Linked DNA regions of Gossypium arboreum: region 1 is linked to region 2. The links are chromatin contacts, called in public Hi-C maps. All regions are on one chromosome and are shown on one strand. The core of a region is the stretch at or near the end of the contact, and the rest is flanking DNA. Distances in the headings are between cores, read along the strand shown.

Region 1 (4,443 bases), core at 1,802-4,301, 840 kb before region 2:
TAGGCCAAAAATAAATTCACTCTCTGTAGGCTTAAGTTGTTTTATATTAAGGCATGCAAGTAGTTCTTCTAAAGACTAATGTATCCATGCACATTAAATGCAAACATTGCATGGCAGGTGGAAACTGTATATGAGTACCAACAGAATTTGCTAAAAGATCACTCAAAAACAGAAGTTATATTTACTCTTGAATCTAGAAAACAACTGACCACAAGAATAGAGGAAATTAAAACTACATAGTCAATGGCCACACCTCATCTTTTGTTGATTCTTCTTCTTCAACATTGTCAGCATCAACATCTTGACCATATCTTTCAGATAGCCATTCCTTGGCTGATGTAACCAAAGTGTAAATCATAGCCATTCCAAGATTTTCAGATGCCTGAAAAGCACAAAATCAAGTGAGAATCTGCATGAGCTGGGAAAATTAGCTGTATAACAACTTTAGATATAAGGAAAAGATGCTATTTAGCATGCCAACTAAAAATAACACTTTTTACTGCAACCTTCCACTACAAAGGCAGATTAATTTATTAAACAGATAAACAGATGCCACTGCTCGCTGAAGATGGATGTGAGACAAAGTTCAATTAGCTAAAGGTAAGTGTGGAAGATTTGAGATTCTCTGTGCAATTTAACACTTCCAATCAGGAGATTTACATTTTCCAGAGAGTGATGAGCTGGGGAAAGATATGATGGTAACTCTATTAAGAACAAAAACTGAACTTTTGGAAGAACAATTCCTGATTGCTTTATATATGCTTAAATAGTAAATTATAAATTCCAGTAATACTACAAAACATAACTCCCTGAAAGGTTACCTCTTGTTCAAGTTTTTCTTTCAAAACTTTCAGGTCACTAACTTGTATTCCTCGTATACTGGAAAAAGGAAATGACAAAAAGCAGGTTATTTACAACAGCTCATAAGGAAGAATGACATCATGACGGGCAAAAATCTTCTAAACAAGACCCCAAACACAAGAGATAAGCTCCTCTGAATTGATAGAGAAATCAGCAAGAAATTTAAACAAAACGACAGTATCTAAAATGCTTGAAAGATAAATGTTAAAAACAACAATGGGATCACAACAAGGATTAAGATTTGCTAATGCTAGGTTGGGAAAATGAAACAGGGGGAGGATGGAAAATTCTCAACCTAGTGGCCAAAATTCATAATAACTTCATGTTTTTAAGGCAGAGCCCATTAGACTAAAAGCTATTCCTTTCTTCCAATCAAGATGGTTAAATTAGATTCAAACGGGGGAAAATTTTGCTTCTCAGATCATTTGAGAAAGCAGGGGACTGTCACAAATATCTTTATTAGACAGTGCCATGCATATTGGCTTGTTGCACGGAAAGGAGATACTGACCTTTTTACATTCAGAAGTGGAGGCTCATCTGGATATTTTTCAGTATGCGAGAAAATCAAAGCCAGCAGAACTGCAAAAGAAGTTAGGATAACAGCTTACATTCACAAGGAAAAGGAAAATCCTGAACAAAGGGCAGCAAAAAGAATTCCCAAATAAAACAAATTGAGTCAAATTTGATGTTATAAATTTATCTGTGTCTGCCTGAAAGTGTGGCTGAACATAAATATAGTATGCTACAATATGTTAGATGAATTAAAAGAATAACCTGGTAGGGTGGTTGATTGATCTGTATCATCATCCTGTTAAATACAAAACGAGGTAATTAGATGAAAGGAAAATTAGTTTCCAAGGCATAAGAGTCACTAAGAATAGCTAATGCTGTTTAAACAGTAGCTTTAAACAAAAGCCAAACATACTAAATCATTTAGATGGGCATTATTACTCAGCAAACAACTCTACCGCTACTAGGCCATGGCATTGTAAGATCACCATGAGAAACTAGAATATTACAGAAATGCAGATAACGTTATTTCTGGGATAAAACACACCTGAGGAGATAATGTTATTTGGAAGCACCTATTCGAAGTGTTTAGCCCACTTTCACCAGAATGAATTTCTGATATGAGAACAACAATCATAACAGGTCAGGAGGGACAGGAAATTCTTGCAGATAGAAAAAAGACAAGCCCAAGAAAGAAGGGCAAGACGTTGAACCTTTGAATTCATCCATAAGTATTGCTTCCAGGGCTTCAATTTCCATCTCCTGCTCCTGCAAGTGATCTGTAAACATAACTCAGATAAGTCAATTCATGTTGAAGGAAGCACACCATGAACCAATCTCAAAACAGCATCAAATCCCTCCATCAATTGATTAAATAAAGTGTAACCAATATTAGTAAATGTCAGGTTGATCATATTTCATTCCCTTAGATAGATGCTAGGGAAGAAAGTAAAGTTGTATCTTTTATGAATAGGGTACCTATATTTGTTAGTTCTCTTACAACTTAAGGTTGATGGACGATTTATGGGGTTGAGCCACCAATCTGTGCCTGAGTTTCTCTCAAAGTCAGTACTTTTACAACTTTTGCTTCACTAATACTTGCTTTGATTTTAAAAACTCGGTCATTATGAGATAAATTTCATGTTAATTTACAAAAACCAGATCTCAAAAGCTCCGGAAGGATTTAAAAAAAGAAAAGAACATTGCATTTCAACCCCAAAAATTTTCATTGCATTTGCAGCTTCTGGGTATCTTTGATTATCTAAAAAAAGCTTATTGCTTTATATTACTCTTTAAAGAAACAAAAGCAAATTGCTAGAAGAAAACCCTAAAAAAACCCAAATGATTATTAAGATGTATAGAAAAGGAAAAGGAAAAAGTTTGCTCCATTGCAGATAGTTGGAAGGCGGCCTAAACAAATTTGATAAGCAATTCAATGCAAGAATTAGATTAGAAAAAGTAAAGTTTAAATAATAATGAGTTAAAAAGAAAAAAGAATTACCAGTCATGGTTATGAATTTGAGAAAATACTCCTTTTATGTTTTTGTGTATTTTTGGATTTGATTATGCTTTTCCTCTCAGAGATGAAGATCGAAGCTCACAGTTTCCATGGACACTTCAGCTCCATAAAAACCTAATAGAAATATTCACCTGGAAACGCACCGTTTCACGTTATACTTTACTCCCTATTTTACTCCAGTTTTATTGTTTTACCCAACTAAAGAAAGAGTATTCTACCTTAGCTGCTTAACTAATTTTTACACTCTCTTATTTTCCTCAACCAATTATTAAATATTTAGCAATGGTTAATTATATATCATATTTATACTTTTATTTTAGACTAAAATACCAATAAATGTTATTTTTAAAATTAAGGAAATAAACCGAATTTTTTAACTTTAACGGAAATGAGCCGATTTAGATAAAACCTTCCAATTGGAAGCATTTTCAGGAGAAACCCAAAAAATGCATCCAGTTGGAAGCGCTTTTTGCGTGTCACCAGTAAAACACTTCCAGCTGGAAGCTCTTTCTGCATGTCACAAGTAAAATGCTTCTAGCTGGAAGCGTTAATGAAAAATGCGTCCCGCAACACCTTCCCCCAACGACTACATTTTCAACATCTATTTTAAGTAGTCATTTGCACCCCCACAGTAAAAAAACTATAAAACCCCTACTAATTGCTCACAATATTCTCTCAAAAATCTCTCAAATTCTCTCTTAAATTTATTACTAAAATTCTATTTCTATCTAAATTCTATTTTATTAGATTTTTATTAATATTTTCTAAAAATATTTTTTTAAAAATTAATTCGTGTTCTATATTTTTTAATTGTCTTGATGACAAGCACATTTTCGCCAATCAATTACAAATGGTAAAATAAATTTTAATAAATTTCAATTTTGTTCAATTTTTTTATTTCATTGTTATAATTTAACTTAATATTTTGTATATTTTTACGTAAATAGGCGAAAGATCGAATTTTACAATGCCATATTCGTAATCTATCTGGTCCTCCATCCCCGTTGATAGAACCATACTTGAGGGAAGCCGGTTTTTGGCACATGGTCCTTGTAGGCTAGGGGTGTAAGTTGGACCCGAAACTCGTAAGCACGTTGGTAGAGAAGTGGAGACCAGAGATGCTCACATTTTATCTTCCATGCGACGAGTGTACTATTACTCTGGATGACGTACATTTACAGTTAGGGTTACCGATGGATGGATCGATAGTCGCTAGGTTTGTTCAATTTTCTGATTGGATAGCCGTATGTGGTGATCTTTTGGGTTTGGCTCTAGAGACGATTTATGGAGGTCAAATCAAAATCGCTTGGATACAAAAAAATTTTGCGGGGTTGGATGAGGATTCGATTGAAGTCGAAAGAGAATGATACGCTCAGACGTACATCCTTTAGATCATCGGGTGCATCTTGAAGCCGAATAAGTCACGAAATCTCGTCCATCTAAGGTGGCTGCTGAAACTCGTCGATTTTAGAAGAGCGGGCGAACTTAATTGAGGGTCCACCGTGTTTGCCACATTGTACCGAGAGATGTGTAAGGCAACGCAAGTAAGAAAA
Region 2 (4,506 bases), core at 1,886-4,385:
GGGTTCCCCATAGAATTAGTTGATTTAAATTATATATACTTAACTCCTAGGATTGATGACCTTAGGAAGTCATCTAGGTAAAACGAAGTCGGGAGATAAGTTTACTGAGTAAATTATAATTGATCCCGATTTAGAAAGCGAGGTGGAGAGATAAGTGAATATTTATCGATTAATTAATTAGTTAGAGGTCAAGAGATAATAATTGGTTAGTTATTAGCTAATTCACTAAAACCCGAGTTATGAAGTTAATTACAACCACTAAAGCGAGTTAATACTCTATCTCGTATTCGAGATTTTGTTGATTGTTAATTTCTTTTCAGTAATTTTAGTCTAGGGTTAGTTTTAGTTTAGGTTAAAGTAATTAATTAATTCTATTATCGTTTTGGATTTGCACTACTAATTCGAAACTCGACTAGATTAGTATATATTTTCTATAATTAATTTAATAGTGAGTTTCTCCAATTAGCAATTCCTTGAGTACGATCATCGAAATACTTATCAAGTGTTTTGTTACAAACAAACTATATTATAATTTGACCTCGTATACTTGGGAACACCATTGCTTTATTACATATCTTTTTTTTTTTGTAGTAATTCCAATCCAAACATTCTCACATTTGGCGACGGTCAACTATCAACTCTTCGATCGAATCCCATCACATCCTAGTGAAATTTTTAATAACCTTATTACAAACTCTACACAATAAGATACTTGTCTAAAAGAGTTCATACTAAGCTCATATTCTATTTAAATTCCCTCCATCACTAAGAAAGCCAAATTTTCCATTGCATTATCGATGTTTTTGCCTAAATCTGACAACAATTCTCTAAATACTCCTAAATCAACACTAGTGATTTTCAACACATTGTGCGAATCAGCTCCAACATCATATCTTGTATCAACAAAAGTTTTTTTTTGTAAGGTATAATGACTTATTTTACCTTTCATCTTAAGAAAAAAATGTAATTTTAGTCATTTGTTTAATTTTGTCTCTTTTAGTCCTTAAATTTTAGTTGTTTATTAAATCACTTCAAACTGAATAAAAAAGTTGATGTATGTTAACACTAGTTATGCCACGTGTATATGTATGTCACGTCAGTAAAGTTAACTGATGTTAATTTTTTCATATATTTTAGATTGATTTGACGAATAATGCAAGTTTAAGAGTTAAAAGAGATAAAAAAAAATAGAGAGTTAAAATAATTTTTTATAAAATTAAAAATTAAATAAATCATTATACATTTTTATAATATTGGAGAAATAAAACAAAAAAGGAAAGGATCTTAGTTTAATAAATGAAAACAAGTTAATTTATGGCTGTGTGTGGGGGATCTTTTGGCGTTTGCTCCAGGTTACGTCTCTCTGTCTCTCCCACCTTATATTATTACTATTATTATCTTTTTCTTGTGTTAATTATGGGTTTACAGTTGTCGCTTGTCCACGTGCGGGCCTACCAAGTCAAACCTTACTCCCCGATTATTCCACTCCCTTCAAAAAATCGAGTTGAAGCCAAAGGTCTTTTTAATTTCTTTTTAAAACTAATATCCCACTTCAATTATAAAATCTTTGTTAAGCAATTGGAGGGTAAAAGAAGTCAAACAAATTCAAAGGTTTTATCACCAAACTTTTTTAAAAAAAAAAATACAACCATTAATTGTAAGTAAATGTCGCTCGTTCGATCTCTTTCTATATATTCTTCTTTAGAAATATATTCAAATGTCCAATTTTAACCTTCTTTAAAAGATAATAAATAAATTTAATTACAGTCAATTTAGAAAATATTAATTTTGAAATTTAAATAATAGACAATATTTATTTTTAAACAATTAGAATTTAAGCACCTTATTATCTATAATATAGAATATAGATGATACCAACAATATATTATAATGGAAGGTTATATTAATCATTCGAAAGGATAGCAAATTAATGGTCAAATTGAGTCAAACCTTACAAGCGAAGGTGTTTGAAATGTGCAACGATTGACTTCGACAACGTGAAAGTGTGGATAAGTGAGGTAAGTAAGGCGATCAGTTTGGGAAATGATCGGCGATCAATCTTATAAAAATGGCGCCTAATTGCGGGGCCCAACCAACTATCTTTCTCAATTCCAGCTCTTCACAACTTGTGCCAATCCTTTTCCCAACACTCAATGCCCCGTGAATTTTATTTCCCAATTTACCCTTCCAATCCTTTTGAGTGTTTCTTGTGTGTGAGAGAGATTTATGTATTTTGTTATATCATATTTGTATCTTGTAAATAATAAAAAAGAAATGTAAGATAAAAGTTTTATAAAAGATTCGAAAATTTTAAGATTAGATTTTTAAAATATTTTTATAATGTTTTATTTAAAATGATGTTACATAAAATTTAATATATAATTTAATAGTTAAATTAACAATTTTAATAATAAAAGAATCTAATTAATATAACCGAGATGCTTTAAGAATTTTATTAGAATAATTTAAAATTTAGAAATTAATTTAGAATAAAAGTGGGTTTAAAAATATTTAGTGAAAGTACTACATTTTTAATACCATTTCTGAAGTATTCCGTAGACAATTGCAAAATGCACTTTGAATGAAAGAAATTCAGTTGATTTGACAATAAATTTAATAAATACTTTTTATTCTTTTTAGTTGAATCATAGAAATTTAAGTATTTTTTCGAAATTTTACTGCATTTTATATTATCCTCATTTTTAAAATATATAAATTTGATTTAGTTTATATTTTTATTTTTATTGACTTGGTATAGTAAGATAATTAAGCATTAATTCAGTTATTAGAATAAATTTTCATATGTAAATGAAATTATTATAAATTATTAAAATTTTAATCATAATAAATTTTAAACATAAAACACAAATATATTAAACAATTAACTTCATCAATATAATCAAGAATTAACACATATCATGAGTATTGTATTAATTTTCTATTCATATAAATATATGTATGTGTGCCGGAGCAAAGTCTGAAAATTTGAGAAAGATTCGATTTTAATAATATATTTTTACGATAATAAAAAATATAATTTTATTATTTTAATAATTTATAATTTTTTATAATTAAACTTAATTAAAATGGACAAACTTTGTTAGAAATAAAAAAAACGAAAATATTCAAGGAAAGGTGGGCAGGGCAGGGCAGTGCGGGGCAGCAAATAGCTATGAAAGTGGATGGGGATGGCTTCCTGTTTGTATGTATTTGAGACTCCCTTTCCCTTTTTACAGTGAAGGACTGAATTAAGGAGTTACCAACCGCAACAGAGGGAAAAAAAGAAAAAGAAAAATAAAAACAGTCGAACATGCTCTGTTTAGAGTCATCTCATTCCTTTCTACTTGTGTCCTTCAAACCTCCTTAAAATTTGAAGCTTAAATCCCCACCTTCCATTTTTGCTTAGCAAAAATCTCACTTTCATTTTCCCTCTAATCTTCCAATATATTTTCTTTGAGCTTCTTTTTTTACTACCATCTATCTAAATCTACCATTTTCTTTAACCTCTTCAAGGAAAAGAAATAGTAAAAGCCAGGATTTTCGTGAACTTAGCTCTAGTTTCTTCACTGACCCTTTGCTTCTCTTTGTCTGATTTTGTTTTAGATTCATACTTCTTGCTCATCATTTACAGCAAAAGCTAAACCTTGCTCAAACTTTTATCAAGTCTAATTTATGTTTGATCTAGTTTTCTCTCTATCTAGTCCTAAACTTTTTTGTGTTAACCCTTTTAGGCCGAGTTGTTTGATCAAACTCTATTTTTTATCTATTTTTTGCACTTAATTTTAGCTCAAAGTTTCAAACTTTTCTTTTTTTTTTTTTTGTTAGAAACAAGAAAAATGGATCCTAAGGTTTCACAATTTGGGATTCTTCTACCATTAATCTTTCTTCTTATTGTTCAAACCCTCAATGCCTTGGATTCTTCTTCTGCTACAATACCCATGAATTGTACGGACACATCAAGATTATGCACATCTTTTTTGGCTTTTAAGCCGCAGGGAAACCAAAGTCTAGCAGTGATCCAGAGCATGTTTGATGTGATACCACAAGACATTACAGTTGAAGGAGAGGACAGCCATGGCTACATATTCATAAAAAAGAACTGTTCTTGCTTGACATCCTCCAAGAATTATGCAACAAACACAACCTTTACAGTGAGATCAAATCAAGGGTATGTTTATGACATGATTTTAGAGGCTTATGATAGGCTTGCAATGGTTCCAAATGTTAGCAGGCCGGCAAGGATTGGAGCTGTGGTGTCTTTGAGGCTGTTTTGTGGGTGTTCAAGTAGTTTGTGGAACTACTTGATGAGTTATGTGATGAAAGATGGGGACAGTGTGCAATCTTTAGCTAGTAGATTTGGGGTTAGCATGGATAGTATTGAGCAAGTTAATGGGATTTCAAATCCTGATAATGTCACTGTTGGTGCTTTGTACTATATTCCCTTGAATTCAGGTTTGCCTCAAAAATCATTTAATTTTTTCTGTTTATTCTTTTCACCATTTTCTG

What was found. Hi-C and Micro-C count contacts between places; a contact is called where the count stands out from the background.
Region 1: a Hi-C map of leaf shows a contact between it and region 2, with 2.9 times the contacts expected there. The contact joins the promoter of LOC108462411 here to the promoter of LOC108486133 in region 2. A contact is called at or near these places in 2 of 5 Hi-C or Micro-C datasets (both in leaf).

The regions. Positions count from the first base shown.
Region 1 is chr2:28,885,472-28,889,914 of ASM2569848v2, reverse strand. LOC108462411 reads right to left here and starts at 3,051. Exons shown (of 11, transcript XM_017762363.2): 1 at 2,873-3,051; 2 at 2,085-2,150; 3 at 1,919-1,986; 4 at 1,636-1,669; 5 at 1,371-1,440; 6 at 822-879; 7 at 254-382. The coding sequence starts at 2,879.
Region 2 is chr2:28,047,021-28,051,526 of ASM2569848v2, reverse strand. It overlaps LOC108486133 (lysM domain receptor-like kinase 3), which reads left to right and starts at 3,135. Exons shown (of 11, transcript XM_017789976.2): 1 at 3,135-4,452. The coding sequence starts at 3,837.